Linked DNA regions of Capra hircus: region 1 is linked to region 2. A link is a contact called in public Hi-C data. All regions are on one chromosome and are shown on one strand. Each heading gives the region's core, a stretch centred on a gene start, on an enhancer-like site or on the middle of the called end of the contact. The rest is flanking DNA. Distances are from core to core; before and after follow the strand shown.

What was found. A called contact is a pair of places that touch in the nucleus more often than the background predicts.
Region 1: a Hi-C map of blood shows a contact between it and region 2, with 6 times the contacts expected there. The contact joins the promoter of RIPK4 here to the enhancer-like site in region 2. A contact is called at or near these places in 2 of 5 Hi-C or Micro-C datasets (blood and liver).

What each region holds. Positions count from the first base shown.
Region 1 is chr1:141,617,847-141,621,041 of ARS1.2, reverse strand. It overlaps RIPK4 (receptor-interacting serine/threonine-protein kinase 4), which reads left to right and starts at 1,929. Exons shown (of 8, transcript XM_018051638.1): 1 at 1,929-2,155. The coding sequence starts at 1,974.
Region 2 is chr1:141,468,886-141,472,038 of ARS1.2, reverse strand. No RefSeq gene overlaps it. Among named protein-coding and RNA genes, the nearest start is that of TMPRSS2, 140 kb to the right of the region's middle. Within about 2 kb of position 1,533, at least 1 of the 5 cell types and tissues checked has an H3K27ac peak or open chromatin away from gene starts, as enhancers often do.

The sequences.
Region 1 (3,195 bases), core at 680-3,179, 150 kb before region 2:
TTACCTTCCATTAACATAAATACCATAAGTGACATAAATAACATAAATACCATTAACATAAATAATGATTACTCTCCTATATTCCCAAAAAGTCTAGAACCCACCTGTCTTCACAGTTCATGTAAAGGAAACTGTTTCCCTTTTACAGATGAAAACCCTGACCCTCAGAGAGGGATGAGCGGCAGACATGAGGACCCCAGTATAGCTAGCTGGAGGAGCAGCCGGGCCAGTCCAGCCAGCCCTGGCCTGAATCTTTGGCTCCATCTACTTGCAGCTGGGTGCTTGCTCTGCAGGGCCCTGTGGGCTCTGGATCCCCAGTTCAGGAGGCCAACACTGAGCCTGCGGCAGACACTCCATAAATATTTGTCAAGTGAAGCAAGCGGGTGATTAAAGAAATGAAATTGGTGTGTTTTATTACTAGACTGGTGTGGACTGTTAGTCACCAAGCCTGCTGAACTTCCTGTAGCTGAGACTCCAGAGTTGATAGGAAGTTGAGAGAAAGGTGGCAGAAGGAGCCCAAGAGACTCATTTTCTACTCAATTTTGTTTTTTTTCCCCCTCAAAACAATGACCATGTTATACGTTTCAACTTGTCTTTATATATCTTAAATCCCAATTATTTTTAAAATGTTAGTTACATTTGCCATGAGCAAGCTTGAGATAACTATTTGCCATGCTAGTCTCAGGGAGATCAGTGTTGATTTCAAGATTATATGGAAAAGGATACAGCCTCCTGGTCTTCCCAAGAGGCCCCAGAACCAGCACTGCCCTGTTTCAGTGTGTGAGTACTCGCCAAAGAGAAGATGAAATGGGGATCAGGTACTGGCTGTGAACTAAGATTATGTGCCTGTGGGCAGGTAAGGTCTGTGAGAGCTAAGGCTTCCATATGTTGCCCAAAATCAACCTCTCCTTTTTGGTGACTAACACAGAAATACAGTTGATGTCATTAAAATGCTCCTTCTCATCTATCCCATCCTACCCCCATTATTCATCTCTTTGGCCAAAAAATAAATTTCTCACCACTCAGCCATACACTCGATGAGTGGTATTTTAAGCATGAAGTTCGCAATCACGCTTCTTGACCTCTGATCCAGATATCTTTCCAAGAGCAGGGAGCATTCAGGACGGGAATTTTTTTTTTCTCTCCCAAAGGTGGAAAAGCATCTTTTCAAATGGTCGCCTAATAAAGATGCTGCTCTCTAGGAAAAGATGGGAACCTCTGCTGTCTTAGGAGTGCACTTTAGATTTTCTGCTGGGGTAACTGAAAAACAAAACAAGGTACTTTCAAAGTGGAAGCTTCAGTGTGAAAAAGCGAGACATGAATCTCCAGAGAATTATGCTGAGTGCAAGAAGCCAATTCCAAAAGCTCCCACGCTGTGATTCCTGTGTGGGAACATAAGGTAGTTTGAGATAACAGGATTTTAGAAATAGAAGAAACTTAGTGGTGAATGGGGCTTGGGAGTTCGGTTATAAAAGGGCCACAGAAGGGGTTCTTGCGTGATGTAATGTCCCAAATGTTGACTGTCCTGGTGGATACACGAATCTACACAAGTGGTAACATAGTATAGGACTTCTTACTAACAAAGAATATAGGAGAAATCTGAATAAGATGGGCTGATTGTATCAAAGTCAATATCTCCTTTTTTCTATTTTTGCAAAATTTTGTAAAGTGATAGCACTTTGGCAGAGTGAATTATTTTTTACAACTGCGTATGGCTCTACGATGATCTAAACACACACACACACACACGCACACTCGCAGGCCCGCAGCACACACGCGGGCGCCGCCAGGTCCTTCTTACGCTGGGCGCCCTGCGACCTCACCTGTCCGGTGGGTCGTTCTGCCCAACCTGGTGCTCGGGGGGCGGGGCCGGAGGGGGGCGGGGCCGATGGCGGACGTGATGTCAGCGGGCGGGGCGCGCACCTGGCACCTGGGCGGCCGCGGCGGCGCGGGGCGGCGGCTAGACGCGCGCGATGGAGGGCGAGAGCAGGGGCCCGTGGGCCCTGGGGCTGCTGCGCACCTTCGACGCGGGCGAGTTCGCGGGCTGGGAGAAGGTCGGCTCGGGCGGCTTCGGGCAGGTGTACAAGGTGCGCCACGTCCACTGGAAGACGTGGCTCGCCATAAAGTGCTCGCCGAGTCTGCACGTCGACGACAGGTCAGCGGCCCGGGCGGGGGCGGCTGCGCTGGGCAGGCGGTGGGGAGCCTGGGTTCCGGGCGTTCCCGTTCTCTCCACCCGAATGGCCTCCGGAGCAGCATCGGCAGGAAAACCCAGCGCCGGGAGAGGCCGTGAGCCCCCGGCGGGGTCGGCGCCGCTGGCCGGGTGGGAGGGACGCGAGAGGCGGCTTGGCGAGCTCTGGGTCTATTTGCTCCCGCCGGGGTCCCGGGATGCGGCTCCTACGGGAGAACCTCGGGGAGCTGCGTTCGCCTAAGGAGCTGTTAAGTGCTTTGTATTATTACCCGGCTTCCGGTGAGCCCCGGATTTTCAAGGTACCGGGCTCGCCTTGCTTTCGACCCTCGGTGGCCTGTCCGGTCCGCCCAGGTCCCACCCTGGCGCTGCGGTTTGCGCCCGGCTTAGAAAAATTGCCGTGTGGGGATCTGAGCTTTGTGAGTGAGTTAGACTCCGTTCGACTTACTTAGTAATTTACTTTGGAGCACAAATTGGTGTAAGACTGTAATTATTTCGGTCGGAAGCCCTGGACTTGGCTTGGCCAGGCTTCCTCGGCGCCCTAGCACTTGAGAGTCGCTGCCTGGCTTGGGCTTGGCGGTGGGTCCGGCAGGTGACCCGGGAGCCTTGTTACAACACTCGGTGCCTTCTGGTCGCACACTGTCTTTTAGGCTGATTTCATTTCCAGACAAGGCCTCTGGGGAGCGGCCTTGCACTTACCCACTTTGTGGCATGGCCACGGCGCCCTCCTAGACCCCGGTTTCCCCATCCAAAGCCGGGAGGATATCTGCTTGTCCCTTGGTAACAGGGGCGCTCAAATAAAGACAGTTGAAAAGGACCAGAGCTGCCCCAGTTAAATTCAGCCGGTGGATTATGGTCTGTGTGTAATTTTAGGGGAGAGGGAGGTGGGAGGAGAGTCTTGAGAAGCAGCTCTTTTTGGCTGGGTGTTGTTTACTCTTTATGGTTGCATTTTAATAATTTATAAGCTTTAATTGAGTGCATCTAAATTACTTAGCCTTTGGTGAAGTTTG
Region 2 (3,153 bases), core at 284-2,783:
GGGCTACAGTCCATGGGATCGCAGAGTTGGACACGACTGAAGGGACTGAGCGTGCATGCAAAAACATTTCCAAATGTGCACCCAGGTGCTAGGGAGGGACATGGCTTTTGGGGGTACACAATTAGGGAGAAACCCGCACACAGTGAGGCGAGCACAGCATCAGGACACCTTGTTTCGTGTGCAAAAACAAGAGAGGTTCCCCAGGGAATGGGGAGTGAGGAGAGCCCAGCCCCCCCCTCCAGGGAAGAGTTGTGAAACCTCAAGAATGCAGCGCCTCAAACTTCCTTAACTTGAGACAGTGAGAAATCCCGAATCAAAAGCATCCGAAGAACAATGCCTGGAGCTAGTGGTGTCTTCTCCGGTGTCTTGGTATCTCATATCAGGCCTGAGCACGAGGACGACCTCAGCCACTTTTAACTCCTGCCGGTGCTGTGTGTGCCTGAGACTTCCAGTGTCCCTGGGCTCTTAGCTGAAGCGCCGGGGCCACAGTGCCCAGGTCAGCCAAAAGCCCGGGGGACCTCTTCGGGAGCTGGCCTCACCCATGGCACGGCGGCCTTGATGCAGCGCCTGCTCAGGGCCTGGCCTGAGGGCCTCTGCTCTCCTGTCCTGGGGGAAAGCCTGGGCCTGACCACAGCCTGGCTCCCCACCAGGGAAAGACATCAGGACCTTGTGGTTAGAGTCCTTGCTCGGGACTGGGTAGAGGGGTGGTGGCGGAGGGGTAGGGGGTGGCGAGGGAGCAAGAGGAGAGGATTGGGAAATGGAGGCAACAGGCAACCTCCAGTGTCAGCTCAGATTCCAGCCTGACTCTGCCTCTGCAGCCTCAAGAATTTGGGGAGGGTCCTCAGCCCTGTGTTGGCTCAGTTGCTTCATCTGCAAAGTGGGCCCATAGGAACAACTCCACAGGGCTATGAGGGTTAAACGATACAGCGTGCCCGCCCAGAGCCTGGCTCTCAACTAATGATGCTGTGGCTTTTATTATTCTTGGCCTCGTTCTACTCATTTGCATATTGAATGGAAGACCCTGGATCCCTTCCAGGGGCCTGTGGCTACTTGCTCCCCTCCCTGGGGCAAGTGCCTGCTCCACCAGCAGGCTGGGCTTGTCTCCTCGTGAGAAATTAAACAGAGGCATCGTGAACATTTTAAGAGCATATCTGAGCAAAAGTCAGTGGGAATGAGGTGGTGCCACACGGGCTGTGGAGGTGGAAACTTACACTCGGGGAAGCAGGCCTTCGTGGCTGTTAGGAGTGGTTGTCATGAGGGTTTGATTTCAGAACCATGAGGTATTTGCAGGCTTGGATTTTGGTTTGTTTACACAGCTGTCACCGCCTTAGAGCCGTATCCGTCGAATGGCCTCCTTGTTGAATTCATTTAATATCTGCTATGGAGGACACCCCAGTCTCCAGGACAGCCCTGGCCCTTCTTCTCTGTGAGGAGCACCTGGTTCCTCTAGGATGACTGCCCAGCCCAGGCTGGCCTCACGGGCTGTGACCCGGGCAGTAGCTCAAGGTCCCCTGTGCCTCCCTTGCCCAGCACGGCAACCTCTGCACACAGCGCCTTCTTCACTTCCTTCAGTAGAGGTATTCACGTGCCCAGGAAAGGTCCCTGGCCTCTGTCCTAGGAAGGACACAGCGACACTCTAACCAGGACCTCTCTGTCCCCTCAGGCCCCTGGGGCTCATCCTGGGTGTGGGGAGGTGGGCAAGAGGAGGGTGTCTTGGCTACCCAGGGGGCAGGGTGGCTGGAGACTTATGCGGACCTGCCCTGCCCCGAGCAGGTGCATCTCTATGATGCATATGGAGGGGATGGCTTCTCATTGTCCTCCACCGGACTGGCATGCTATCGGGAGTCAGACGGCTGTCTGCAAGGGCTCTGTCTCCTGACCTCACCCCGCCTCCCTCAACCTTGCCTGTTGGTCTTGCTTTGCTCGGCTGCCTCTGCCAGATGCCCATCTCTGGGAGTGTGTGTGTGTGTGTGTGTGTGTGTGTGTGTGTGTGTGTGTGTGTGTGTGTGTGGTAGGTGCAGGCACTCTGCAGCAAGGCTTATCTGAGGGTCCAGGTGGTTCTAGCTCATTGTGTGTCCATCAGGAACCAGGTGGGCAGTGTGGGCTTCCCGGGGCTGCTGCACCAATGTACCACAACCTGGGGGCTTAAACAGCAGACCCCTGTGCCCTCAGTCTGGCAGCTGGAAGTTGAACCCAAGGTGTCCTCGGGGCCCTGCTTTCTTGGGGTTCCCAGGGAGAAGCTTCCCTGTCTCTCCCAGACTCTGGTAGCTGCTGGCAGCCCTTGCTTGTGGCTGCATGACTGCAGTCTCTGCCTCTGTCTTCACACAGCCTCTTCCTCCAGGCTCTGTGTGTCTCCAGCTTTGCCTAGGGACACCTGTCACCACTCAGGGCCCACCCTAAAGCAGCCTGATCTCATCTGAACTTGACTATGTCTGCAAAGACCATCACTTCCAAATCAGATCACTTTCTTCGGTACTGGGGGTAGGACTCAAGTGTATCTTTGGGGGACACAATTCACCCTGTCAGGACCTGTGATGGAAGGGTTCTGCTCCTCTTTAATCACAGCAACTGTTCCCATCTCTTTGCTGCTCCCTCCCCTCCCCATATCACTCCAACCACCAACCCTTCCCCTCCCCGTTTACACCACCTTCAGGGCTGTCCTCGGCGACTTTGCTCCCATCCCAAGCTCACCTCGTCCCTGTCTCCACTGTCTCCCTCCTCTCAGAGGGAGGAGGGTCCCACCTTTCTCCCACACGGCTCAGCCAGCTTCACCTCCACATTCCGGACCTTGGTCCGCCCACCTGCTTCTGGATTCTTCCTCTTTCCCATCTCTCCACCTTTCTGTGGAAGCCTAGAAGGAGAGGCGGCTGCAGCTACTCCCAAGGACGGTGCCTCCGGCAGCGTTTTAACCTGGATCGTCAATGCTGCATCTGCTTTGCTTTGCTGGCTCCTTAAAGGGGGTCGCAGAGTGGGCTGGGCACAGTGATCACCCCACCAGGGCGGCTCTTGCCTTCACACCGAAGGCAAGCTGGCCGTGCACCCTGGGGGCCCACCCACTGCTCCATCCCTTCTGTCTGTCCCGTTACTCTAAGCGACCCCAAGTGTCCTCCACATGGGATGGTCCATCCTCCCTGCCTAACCCCCACTGGCTCC